Linked DNA regions of Anas platyrhynchos: region 2 is linked to region 1. Evidence: chromatin contacts called from public Hi-C data. All regions are on one chromosome and are shown on one strand. Each heading gives the region's core, a stretch centred on a gene start, on an enhancer-like site or on the middle of the called end of the contact. The rest is flanking DNA. Distances are from core to core; before and after follow the strand shown. Region 1 has its middle 51 kb from the start of NDUFA9. Region 2 overlaps CCND2 (cyclin D2).

Region 1 (6,713 bases), core at 2,478-4,977:
ATTTGGGGATCAAACAAGGCCTCTAGTCAAAACCTGAAGGTTTAGAGTGTCTGCCCTCCAGGGAGGAAGCAGACTGGAGCAGTACCCCAGCTCTCCCAGCCTAGGATCACAGCTCTCACCCTCATGCCCTAGAGCTGTGTCCTGTGCCATTGAACCACTACATGCATCAGGCTTTTTCAAATTTTCTGTGTAGCAGGCAATGACAAACCTCATCTTCTTCTGAAGAATAACTGGATATTAATATGCACTCTTTACATGAGATGAAATTCTCCTCCTTCACCACCATCCTACCAAGTTTAATTTTAATTGATTAGCTGTTAGAACTGAATAAAGAAAATTGATACTTTCTGCACAAACTTGTGTTTCTAAGCACACTTAGTCTTGTTCTTCACAACTCAAAATAGTTTTTAGCAGGTCCTTTACCATCTAAAAATTCTTGTTCACATCCAACCCCATCTTTATTCAGCTGACTTTTACATCTCTTAAAGTCAGCAGTAAAATCCTGCCACTGTCTTTCATGGCCTTTTGTAGGTTTATTCTCTTACTTATCCTTTCCTCCCCAAAAGCGGATTCTTACCATATCTTTCTAATACATCTTTCTCTTTCTCTCTTACAATGGTACCTGTGCAATTTGCTCCAAGGAGAAGCAGATTTCTGAATCCACCACAGTGATTCATCTCTATCATTGCAAGACTCTCCTTAAAGGGAAATGTCCTTGGTTCTTCCCACGGAAAGCTTTCCTACCATGGGGCAACATTTGGAAGTCTCCAGAAACTCATCTCTGTGCTCTATAATCTACATCTTAACACATGCTTGTGAAGCTACCTACTTCAATAGCAAATTATCTTTTTGGAAAGGAATCCATTGGGGTTGGGGGGAGGCAGTCAATGGCATTGTTTGCTAAATTTTCCCTCCGGCCATGGCAGCCCAGGGAGTGGCTTGTACTAAACCACAGCCCACACGAACATTTGGCAGCAATCCTCTGGATTTACAGGATTCCTTCTAGATTTCTTCTTGCTGTTCAAACACCCTTCAGAGTATGTCACTGTGGGCCTCCTTAGTTCTTTAAGACTATTTATAGTGTTAAGAATAACTCTACGTAGACACAGAACTGCATTCAACCACATGGCAATAGGCAACAAAACTACTCTCTCTTTGGAAATGAGAGCAGTTTGTGAGTCTACTGAAGTTTAACGCTGCTGAGCAGACAGGAGACATCCAGGGTAGACATGGCTACTATAACTCCAGGATCACTACAAGCAGTTTTCCCACTGTTGTTGTCTGGCTGCTCTGGTAGGAAGCCATTGGAAGTAGGAAGTGCACTGGGCTCAAAGAACAGTAGTGCATTAGTGTGATATGTAGTTGATGTATCAGAGAGTTGAGAACAAAGGATTTCTGGATTAATATAAACTCGTACATTGACTCCCATGACCTTGACCCTTATTACATTTTTGCCTGTGTTTACTTGCCTGTGTTATAAGCATAATATTTATCTACCTTATCCCATCACTGTAATGTTTCATTGGATAAGGTCTGCACAATGTCATGCAACTGCAAGTTATTGTAGGATGGAGGTGGGAGACAGTAAAATGCCATTGAGATCAAAGAGAACAAGTGGCCAGTCTCAGTAGTGGTAAGCTGCCAGGGTAACTGCTGATTCATGTCTGTTGAAAATCTGACCTCAATGAAACAAAGGTGAAGAGCAGCAGAAAAGGAATAAAGGAAAGCAGGATTCCTTCAAGGGAAGGAGATGACCATGTTCAGATCGAATAATAAATAAACAAACAAATAAACAATATATGTACTTACCAGAAAAATAAAAGACAACAAAAAATAAAGAAATGGAGAGGAAGAAGAAAAACCTCAAGCTTCAGAAAACTATCAGGAGATAGCATGGATAGCTCAGAAACAGAAGACATTAGAAATAGGGAAATGGTGGAAAGTAATTAGCTACAAAAGATATTTCATACTGATGATCCTTCAGAGCAGGAATTATTTTATATTGTCCTTGTATAGTGTCTTATGCAGCAGGGTCATGTTCTGATGTGGCTCTCCAATAATAACATAGTGCAAATGAAATAATAATTGTCTTCTAACATTCAGTAGCCACATCACCTAATTGTAATCACTGGCAGAATAATATTTATGGTAATTTACCTTATCTATACATGTGAGTTTTGTCCCTTAACAGCTGATTTGTCATCACAGATGCTGGGAAAGATCTTGAATGACTGCTTCATTCTCTGTTGTCCATTTAATAAGTAGACACACTAAATTTTATTATCAAATCATTAGGGAAAAAGAGTTTAAATGCCTTCAGAATGTGTATGTGACCTTCTAATTACCAGGAATCAAACTAACTACTGGACTGAAAGCATACTTGGTGCAATTGTCCCTTTAAACTTCAGGGTTTCTTGGTAGTGGTAACACTACATAAATACTGAAATAATTTTTTCCAATATTTACTAAGGTGAAAAAAAATAAGGTAATGCATTGTGGAGAGCTGCATCACTCTGGAAGTGTTTCCTTTCAATGAACATTCCAGAGACCTTACTTTCTCCTGACACTTAGACGAGATTCTGGAGTAAGGGAAAGACACATGCAGTGAGAATTCAAAAATGTTTGCCTGGTTTTAAAAAGCCCCTTATGTGTCCAAATTCAACTGTGCAATTCCACACACCACTAGCGCAATTCTATTGCATCTCCCACTGGTCTCAAATTAATCCTGACAGAAAAAGAAAAAAAAAAAGAAAAAGAACAGATTTCAGATAACATTTACCATTTCTCAAAATGCCATTCTGCATCACTCCTAAGATGAAAACAATGTGACTTAACTCAGCCACCTACGCCTATCTGCCCACAGATGTTCCAGGTATTGAGAAAAGCTATAGGGCCAAATTTATGAGGGTACTTAATCCACTAGGTGACTGCTGTTAGAAATCTGCACCTGAGTGAATCAGACTTTACTCAGGCAGTTATTCTTTAACAGTAATTCAAATGCATCAGCAGAACAAGTTGGTTTATCTTTTTGTTAGGCTTTGACCCACTGAAACAATTACACATTTCATCATTACACATTTCATCATTATTTTCAATAGTAATAGCCACAGAATATGTTGTTTTATGGCATCTTCTATTCATAGAGCTGTTCCATTGTCCAGTACCAACACCTGGAGAATGATAATTTTTCACATTACATAATTAAGAAAACTGACACCAAGCAGGATTAGATTACTGCTGTAGGATGCACAAAGTATTTAAGAGAGGTGTGGAACAGTTAAGCTTACTCATTGTAATCTCAGGCAAACTTGTCCTAAAATTCCTTCCTGTAACTCATCAAGCACCATCTTAATTAAACATCTCAGAGTTTTCTGCCACCATGCCTTCAGTGTGGCAGAGCCCAAAACTGTAAAGCATGTTTATATGTTTTTTTGTTGTTGTTGTTGTTGTTGTTGTTGTTGTTTTAAATATGGTTTGGCTTAAGCACAAAATTAAATTGTTTGGTGAGCTGGGTTTTAGGTTTCCTGCCACGTCTTTGGGAAGGGTAGGCATTCAAGCAGTACTGCCTCCACTTTGCTCAGAAATGCTGCTTCCTTGAGGTGACCTCAGTGGGAGGCATTGCTGTCCACTGGCCAGACCAGATGGCTGAAAGGCAGGAGGCACAGCAGAGCTTTGCTGAGTACCCCCAGACGTTGTTGAGTCACCCTTCACTCGCTGTGTGGATCCCTGCCAACTGGCCACCTGAACTGCTCAGGCATTTTCCTAGCCAGGCACTGCTGCCTCCTGCATCTCAGCCTTCACATACCAAGCTGTTTGCAAGCATGTGAGTAATGCATGGCATTCCTCCGGTTAGTCCTCCCAGCCCTCCCCCCCCCCCAGTTTGCTGGAACTGAACTGACACTGAAAAGCTTTTGCAGTAGGAAGAAATCCTTGGAGATCCTAGTAGAGGTTCCTTTGGTTCAGTGCTGTTAAGAACAAAGAGGCTGAGTGCTATTTCTGTTCCTGGCAGGGCCCCAGATTTGCACAAAATAAAGTAAGTCACTTAAACTTTCCATACATTTTTTTCCCTTTGGGTAAATTCGGACAAAGTATCTCACCATAGTATTGGGAATTCTGTGCTTTAATATCAGGGCAGTGCTTCAGACTTTTCTGAAGGCTGTCACTGAAACATGAGCTGCTACCCATACCATGAGTTATGGGAGACTCACATGGCTCATGGGTAGAGCACTACCTTCCCAGTACTTCTCAGAAATGATTCTGGTGCAAAAACAGTGAAAACTGAGATCAGAACTTGGTGTATCACATCTTCTCTTCCTTCTTCTGAGCCGACATTAAACAGTAGCACTCCAGATTGTTCTGTCTTGTTGCCACTGCTGGAGTTCCTGTGGTTTTTAATCTTCAAGAAATATTCCTCACTCCTCATGCAACCATGCAACTCCCAGGGTAGATATTTAGATGTATTCCAGTTACCTACATGTGCCTAAATGTCTTCAAATTCCTCTACTTCTCAATATGTCCAGGTCTCCTGAAGTCTAATCTGTTCAAGTTTACAGTACACAGGAGTCTTTGGCTAAATAAGGAACCCACGTCTGCTCACAAATCCTACTAATATGCAGCTCTCTGGTACCTGTCACAGAACTGCCCATCTCCTGCTCCTCAAATCCCCACTTGCGCATTCATATAAAGCCCCAAATTGCATTTATTTCCTTCTGCTATATCACAGTGGAAACTCGTGTCTATTTTTCTCCCTGGAGTCCCTCAGGATTGAATGCTTTTCAAGTTTCATTCTCCCACTAAATAGTTAGATTTCTGAGTATTTTCTCCCAGATGTAGGACAAGCTTCTTTTCTACTAATCATACTTCCAGCTCTTGCTGTATTCTGTTCATACCCATCACTGTGAAGTTGTATAATCTGCCAAAATTTTGATCTTCTTACTCATATCATCTAGCAATTACTTGCAGAAGTTGTTTCAGTAGCTCAAAGCTGTTTTTGCATATCCATTCTGCACTCTAAGAGGCACCAGCACAACCTTGCAGTACCGTTTATCCACACACACTCCTTTACAGATATAGACACAACCAATTTTAAGAGCAGACCCTCTCTGACCCTTATCTGACTCTGGTATGTTCTAAGTACGACCCCTTGCACAACAATTTTCAGTTCCCTGTATGTATCTGTCTACCTAGTCAGACTGAACTTAGTTTTCACATCACTTCCAATACAAACACCATTTCAAGGCTCTGTCTCTCCTACATCTTTTTTCACTAGTTATGTGGGCAGGTTTGGGCAAGTTTATCTAAAAGACCAAGGTTTTTTAAATTGTACTTTAATTACATGAGTTTCATGTTCTTTTAAAGCACTCAGTTGGGTGAGACTTTTGTTGGGATTCATTAAAGGAGAAATAAGTCCATACACATTTTTGTAGCTAGCCAAAATGCACAGGGGCTGGTTTTATGAGTAAATGTTCTCACTGGAACAGGCAGCGGGACAGAAAGAGCATACTTGAGCTCCACAGCATTCTGTCTCTTATAAAATGAAGGTCAAAACTTGAGGGGTCCTCAGAAATGAACAGTCTGCATCATTTCCTTGAGGCAACACTCAGAGATCAGTTCTCCCTTTCCATATGTGAGTGCATGTCAGGCACCGTGGCTCATTTTATGACCTGCAAAGTGACTGCATGCCTCAGTATGGAAGGGCAGGGGGTCAAGCCCTTAGTCCAACACTGGCCAGCTGGCAACCCTTGTGATTCAGGTAGCCTGTGGGAAAGCTTGTACAGCCCACAGGGACTAGGTCTCTGACCCCTTTTTCTTTCTTGCTTTTTGTTGAACAGGTTCTCTCCCACATCCTCATAGGTCTCTAGCACAGTCCAGGCAGGCCCTCATACAATTGGCAGGCTCTGATCCAGGTACAGTGTGTGAGTGACACAGAGCATCTTGCATCTGACTGCACAAAGGAGCCATCAACAATTTACATAGAACAAGTTGGACCAGAGAACTTTCATCTCAACACAGCTGTCCTTGTCCAAGGTGAGGTGGATTACCTTCTCTCACCCTGTGTAGTTCCTAAATGCTGCATCTTTCTTGCATAGGCAACATCCTTATGATAGAGAGACTTTCATCCATTTTTTGCTTGAAATGGCATGAAGATGGTTTGTGGAGACTCATTTTCAGATCCCTCTCAAAGCGTTTGCCACATTATTTGGTTACAGTAAGAGCTTTCAGCTCTTCTTAACTTCCCTATTCCCCTGTACAATTTGTCCTGTCAGATGAGATGATGCAGAATGCATGTCTCCAAAACGCAAGACAGATCCATCACCTCTTTTCAGACACACTCCAACTTCTGCAGGAGCATCAGTAGGAATGTTGGGTTAAGGTATTTACAGCAAACAAATGAAAGTGTTTGGAGGAGCGAAATCAGGGTTCCTTTGAGACAGACTTTTAAGGTACAAGTACAGGAACACAGATAAATTTGCAGTGCAGCTCTTCCTCTGCAGCAAATACACACGTGCATGCTTTCTCTGTTCACTGAAAAAGCAGCAAAGCTGCATTGCCATCCCAGGGGGTTGCACTGGGATAAAAGTCTGGCCTCAGATAGTTACTGCTGAAGCACTTGGAGCTCACCCTCCACCCCCTGCCTGGCGTAACCACTTTCCCCCACAAGAATTCCCCCTGTGCCGGTTCATCCTGCCCTTGCATAGGGACACTCAAAGGCA
Region 2 (6,713 bases), core at 1,611-4,110, 120 kb after region 1:
TTCGGTCGCTGTAAGGGAGAAAAGAGAAGCTGTCATTTGTGTGTGTGTGTCCCTATACGAGGGCCTCCTGGTTCCTTGTTAGCTTATAGAGAGGAAAAAAAAAAAAAAAAAAAGCGCGTTTGATGTTACGTCTGACCAGCTGCTGTTCTCCATAATAACAAGAGAGAGAACTGCCTGCCCTGGCGAGTTGCGTCACTTTGCTTCAACTTTAAGCTAGAAATCGAGAGAGGGAGAGACGAGTTTCAAGGGAGGCAGGATCGAGCTGGAAAGCCCTGCCGTCTTCCTCCCACCCACCTACCCCTCCTCCTTTACCCCTCTCCTTTCCCCACCCCCTTCCCCCCCCCCCCAAAAAAAAAAAAAAAAAAAAAAAAAAACTTTTCCATCAGAGAAAGAGGGAGATCTCTTTGGAAACATGGAGCTGCTGTGCTGCGAGGTGGATCCCATGAGGAGAGCTCTGCCTGACCCAAACTTGCTCTACGACGACCGCGTTTTGCACAACTTACTAACCATCGAGGAGAGGTATCTGCCCCAGTGCTCCTACTTCAAGTGCGTCCAGAAGGACATCCAGCCCTTCATGAGGAGGATGGTGGCCACTTGGATGCTGGAGGTTCGTATTTGCTGGCCACCCCGGCCCCACTGAGCCCCCTGCCCGCGGGGGGCTGGGGCGCAGCGCCCCTGCCTCACTGCCCCTCTCCTCCTGCAGCCTGTCGCCCCCCCGGTCACCGTGGGTTTGGGGTTGGTTTTTTTTTTGGGGGGGGGGGGGGAGGGTTCTTTTTCTTTTTTTTTTTTCTTCTTTCCTCGGTGCGGTGGGGGAAGGGGCGCGGGGAGCATCTCGCAGACTGCCCTGGCAGTCGCCCTGCCGGGGGGCTGCCGCTTCTGCAAAGCGGGGTGCAGCGAGGGGAGGAAGTGGGGGGGAGCTGGGCAAGTCATTTGCAAGTAAAAAGAAAAGAAAAGCCGCCTCCGGCTGCAGGGCGGCTGGAGCGCGGCTGGAGCGCCTGAGATTGTGGCTTTTCTGGGAAAAGGAGCTGCGCCTGGGGCAGGGCGAGGGGCGGGGGGTGACCGGTGCCCCCCACGTTTTGCCCAGCGAGGATTTCATGCCCACGTATGCAGCGGTTAGGACGTGCCTTTTTTCGCCATGTTGAGCTGCGTGCAGCTGCTCGGAGGCGCTGAGCCCGTCTTCACCCTTCTTTCCAAGAAGGGGCTCCGGGGGGGCCCCGCGCCGCTGCACCCCCTCCCCCCCAAATGCAGCCAGGGGCTGCAGGGAAGCCCGAGCAGGCGGCGGACACCTCCTGCACCCCGATCCTTAGCATGGGGCGGCAGCGGGCCCGCAGCCCCGCAGGCTTGACTGCCTTGCCCTAGCTCCTACCATCATCATTTGCCCACTTCGGATCTCCTTTGGGGGGGACTTTTCCCAGACAAATCCCCCCGGGTTGGAAAGAGCAGACCCTCCGCTTGATTTTCATGTGCGATTTGTGCGGTTTCTCCGCAGCGCTGATTTTTAGTAAATTTTTGAAATAATTTTCTCGCTTGCTCCTGCTCTAAGGATTCAGGCTGCTCGGGCTCTCCCCACCCCACCTCGCCCTCGCTGTGTCTCCCGTCCTTCCCCCCCGCACCGGATCAGGGGCGCAGAACTGGGGGATGCCCCCCGGGGGAATTTTTGCAATTGTCGGAAACGATAGGGGACCGCCCCGGGATGCCACTGGCACCAAAACCGGGACCTCCAGGGGTGTTTTGATATTTTTATCGATTTTTTGAAAATATGACGAAATCAAAAAAAAAAAAAGAAGAATTGGGTCGCAAAAAAAAAAAGTCGGAGGCTGCTCATTGCTGCTGGATGGGGCTTTTCGGCTCTCCCACACAGTGTCTTGAATTCATTTCTTACTGAATGAACTAAAGGAATGTGAAAGCCGATTGACAGCCTTCCCAGCCTCTCCAGAGATCTCCCCCTCCCCCAAAATTTAGCTCCCCGGGAAACAAAAATAGCAGGAGCTGCAGCGCACAGGCAGTGGTGTGTTTTGTGGGGTCACTCGTTTATTCATTTTTTTATTTCTTGTCTCTTTCTCTGCCCCCCACCCTCCCATCCTCCCCTCCCCACTCTCCTTGCTTGCAGGTCTGTGAAGAGCAGAAGTGTGAAGAAGAAGTTTTCCCTCTGGCAATGAATTACTTGGACAGATTCTTAGCTGTGGTGCCCACTCGAAAGTGCCATCTGCAACTGCTGGGGGCAGTGTGCATGTTCCTGGCCTCCAAGCTGAAAGAGACAATCCCCCTCACAGCAGAGAAGCTGTGCATATATACGGACAATTCCATCAAACCCCAAGAGCTGCTGGTAAGCAGCCCCCTTCCACCTTCAGCACGCCCATCCTCTGCATCAGCTCTTGCGCTGACAGCTGTCCCCTTCCCTCTCCCTCTCTTCCACAGCCAGCCACCACTTTTGCCACCCTCCCCCCACGCTCCCCCCTTTTTAAAATCATGCTTTCCACTTTTTTTTTCTTTTTTTTTTTTTTTTTTCCTTCACACGCTCTCCTGAATTGTCAAAAGTGCTTAGAGCCACCCGTGTGATGGAGCGGGGCCGCCCCGATCCTGCGGGTGCACTGCGCCCCCGGGGCTGGGGGCTGCTGGCGGTGGCAGCGGTGGTGGGGGGGGTCCCGGGCTCCCCTCCTTGCAGCTTCTGCCCCCACCCCTGGCACACCCCCCGTGCAGTTCCCTGCGGCTGCCCGGCTGCTGCTCCTGCTGCTCCCGCATTTCCCCGGGGGAGCCCCGGCCCCACGCGTGTGCTTGCCCCGCGGCGGGGGCGCTGCTGCGGGCGGCCCGGCTCGGCGCGGCGCGGCGCTGCGGCTCCACCTGGCGGCAGACACGCGGAGCCGGGCATGACTTCACCCCTTGAACCGCTGCCAGGCGGCCCCAGGGAGGGAGCGGGGAGGGAGAGCAAGGAGCGGGGGCAGCCGGATTTGGGGCCCCGTGGCCGTCCTCGCCCGGTGGTGCAGTGGCGGGGCGCTGCGCCCAGCTGCGGGGCTTGCTTGGCTGCAAGTGGCGGGGTGCCGGTGGGCAAGGTTGGGGTGCCGGCTGCTGTGCGGCTGATGAACGGCGGGGTTGGTTCGTGCAGGGGGTTCTCGGCAAGGCAGGTGATGGAGGGGGAGTTCGACCCACGAGGGAAAGGGTTTTGGCGTTGGGGGGTTCAAAGCAGACACTGGGAAAGCAGAAACTGAAGGAATCAGGGTTATTCAGGGGAATGCTTAATATGTGCAGAGTGGCATAGAGCGGGAGTTTGGAGCAGATGATCTCGGAGGTCTTTTCCAAGTGTAACGACTCTGTTCAGCCTGTCAGTGGGATGCACGCTCAGCCGGATAGCTTCATTCGCACAGACCCTGGTGGATGTGCATAGCTAGCTGAATCCCACGAGAATTTCTCCTATGAATCACTGGGTGAAGCCAGTGGGAATTCCCCCTGGGGAGGGGCCAGGAGCTCGTGCTTCTGCAGAATAAAGAGCTCTGCACTGCAAACCCTGCCATGGCTGTCACAGGCATTAGGTGTCCCACAGGTGGCACTGGCTGTTGCAGGAAGCGCTGTGGACCCTGTGCAAGAAGAGGGAGCACAATGTACCTCCCTCTTCTTGTCACGTCCATTTAACCTTGCGTTCCCTCTACCCAGTCTTCCAGATCACACCATTATGTGCTTTTCTGGATCAGAATCTATTTTGTTGGGAAGATCAGACCTTAGTTAACGTAATTGCCATTTTGTTAAAACACCTTATTTTTATTATTTTTTTGGGGGGAGGGAGGGAGGGAAGAAAAGAAGCATCTGTTTTTTGGGCCCTGTAGGGGGTAGGTACGTGAATGTGAGATTTCCAAGCTATGGAGGGCTCTGTCATAATCCAGTAGGAATGTCTGTAGGAAAGTAACTTGCTGTTAGAGCAGACATCTATTCAGAGAAACAACTGCAGAAATGGCGTTGTGGGGTCCATGTTTATGGTTTCTCAGCAACACTGGTTGACGTTTCCTGGGCTGCAAAATTAAAGGACGTTTTTTTTGACTTGCCAGCTCTACAAACTTAGCTGGGGCTTCCCGCCACGCTGGGCTCCATCAGGCTAACGCATCATCAGGACTCAAGAATCAGTGCATGGAATTTAGTTAATAGCTAATGGTTGATGCATGAGACAGAAATGAGTCCAAGGCCTGAGTTTTGTCTGCTCTGCGGGGCACTGTAAGGTATTCAAAACTCATTTTAAATGTTTAAGTATGCAAACCTAGCCCCACAGTCAGATCTGTTGATGAGGTGCCGTTCCTGTGTGTCATCACATTGCGGGGAATGGCCAGTAGTTACATAGGCGCCCGAGTTTTCCTTTGATTTCACTGGGAGTTTTGGGCGTGCAAAGAATGTGGGACTGGATCCTACATGATTTATTGGCATATAATTTACACAGGCTACTTCTTGGCTGTGTTATGTGCATTTCCTTTCTGCAAAGCCTGTCTCAGAGTAGTTTAAGCACCATCAGATTTATCTGCAGGAGCTTTTGAATGCAGTTTTGGAGAGAGTGCCATCAAATGAACTTCCCCTGTTTTGAAAAAGAATGTATATCTAGGTTATTTTTGTGTGTGGTTATCTCGAGGGCTTTAAATGGCTATAAAGTAAGGACTACAGCCATTTAAAAGAAGTTACTAGGAAAGGACCACAATGACCTTGGCAATATCTAATTGCAGGCTAAACTTTCTGGGTGGGCATTCAACACTGGATACAAAAAAAGTAAAATCTTGGCAGGAGCTGCCAGGTCTCATTATTTTCAGCAGCGCTTGACATTTCCAGTGGTTTAAAAAAAAAAAAAAAGAATAAAAAGAAAAAAAGCCAACAACTTCAAAGCAGTAGGGGCATACTGAAAAAAAATTGTTTGATCAGAACCAATTTAGCAGTGATATAATTACAATCAGATAAATAAGTGAAGTGTTTTCTTCAGACTTGATTATGGCTTTTCTTCTCTTCTTCCCCCCACAAACTCTTGCAGGAATGGGAGCTCGTGGTGCTGGGGAAGTTGAAGTGGAACCTCGCAGCAGTCACCCCGCATGACTTCATTGAACACATTCTACGGAAGCTGCCTCTACCTAAAGACAAGTTGCTTTTGATCCGGAAGCATGCACAAACCTTCATTGCCCTTTGTGCCACAGGTACGCCAAGGTGCCCTGGATATGTCTGCTTGAGATGTGATGGGAAGATTAATCGCTGGTGGCACGAAAGCTTTTCATCCCCTCCGTCCTTAGTACGGTGTGGGAAGAGCTGTTCAAGCCAGTGGGACTTTTGCAAAAGGAGTTGTGCATCAGGTCCTCATACTGTGTATCAACAGTATCTTGTAAAGCACTTGCAGTCCTGTTCCTACTAATACACGTGGTGCTTTTGCTGTAAGGCCAATAAGGCTGAACACAGTGATTTTCTACTTTGCCTCATTCAGTAATGTTTTTAAAGAGCCACAGGTCATTTGTACGGTCAGATATGGGATAGCCAAAATACTAGAAGCTGTAAAAGCACGTTAGCCCAAAATGAATGTTGTGTTCTGTAAAATGTTGTTAACAGGACACTGGTTAACCAGTGAGATAGAGATTGTATTTTAATATGTATGTGATCCTACTACATTACTGGAGCATAGGGAATAACCATTTTTAAAAGTAATTATTTAAAAAAAAAAAAACATTTGGATTCTTTATCTTAACTTGACTCCAAGCAAGCAGTGAAACTGCTCCCTTTTGTAGGGAACCATTATGCTTCCCTTTTGTCATATTTTTGACTGAATACAGTTTCTGAAGGCTTAGATAAGAAAAATGGCTCTGAAGGAATAGAAGCTTTTGCTATATATTTATATGTAAAATGCTATTGTTGTTATTTTCTGGTGACTTTTAAAGGCTAAGTGTACTTTAATTTTCATTCCAAGGATTAACTGTTAGACCACTTTATAGGAGTTAGACCTAAAGCAGATGAGCAGCATGCCATGTTTTACAGGAGTATTTCGAAGTAGTATATGGCTTAACATTTTGACTCTCTACTGTTTGATATACCTAACTCTTTGTGATGGGATTTGTTCATTGTGAGAACTGTTTCCCCCTGTGTGTTTGCAGAGGCAAATGGAAAACCAAATGCAGCTTTTGGGTAATACAAGCGTATGACTGTTTACTGCTATTGCTGCTTCTCAGTGCTTGAGACTGTTCTTACAATGTAGGCCAGTTTTTACTACCTCAGTAGATCTTTTAGAGAATGCTTATGTGGATTTTCAGAGGGTAATTAACTTTTTGGTTACCAAGATGCTGAAGCTTTTCCTTCTTTTTCCACTTCTGTGTGATCCTTTTAAGGCAAAAGGCCACAGAGCTCAACAGAAATATTGCTCAGTACCTGCAGGATCACTCTTGGTAATCCATCAGATATTTCTGGTCTAATTAGTAACTTATTTTAGTACATCACGTATATATTGGCTTTGCGTTTTCCCCCTACCTAGGGTTCATTAACACTGCTCTTTCCTTCTGCAAAAGGTGGTCTTTTCAGTGGTCAAAATTATTAGGATCAGCATAATATCAGCCATCACTCTTCCAACATACTTGTATGTTGTCTTCTATACCAGCCCAGTTTTCCCTCTTCCATTGTTTTAATTTCCTAAAACAGTGTTTTATTTTGTTTTAAGAGGACATTGTCTTGAGTAACGTAGATTCCATTATGATTTAACTTTTCAGATTCTAGTC

The links. A called contact is a pair of places that touch in the nucleus more often than the background predicts.
Region 2: a contact with region 1 is called in a Hi-C map of liver, with 2.3 times the contacts expected there. The contact joins two enhancer-like sites. A contact is called at or near these places in 2 of 8 Hi-C or Micro-C datasets (liver and subcutaneous adipose tissue).

What each region holds. Positions count from the first base shown.
Region 1 is chr1:79,145,219-79,151,931 of IASCAAS_PekinDuck_T2T, forward strand. No RefSeq gene overlaps it. Among named protein-coding and RNA genes, the nearest start is that of NDUFA9, 51 kb to the left of the region's middle. Within about 2 kb of position 3,728, at least 2 of the 8 cell types and tissues checked have an H3K27ac peak or open chromatin away from gene starts, as enhancers often do.
Region 2 is chr1:79,266,356-79,273,068 of IASCAAS_PekinDuck_T2T, forward strand. It overlaps CCND2 (cyclin D2), which reads left to right. Exons shown (of 7, transcript XR_003494950.3): 2 at 387-607; 3 at 2,111-2,326; 4 at 4,997-5,156. Among named protein-coding and RNA genes, the nearest start is that of CCND2, 4.2 kb to the left of the region's middle. Within about 2 kb of position 2,861, at least 4 of the 8 cell types and tissues checked have an H3K27ac peak or open chromatin away from gene starts, as enhancers often do.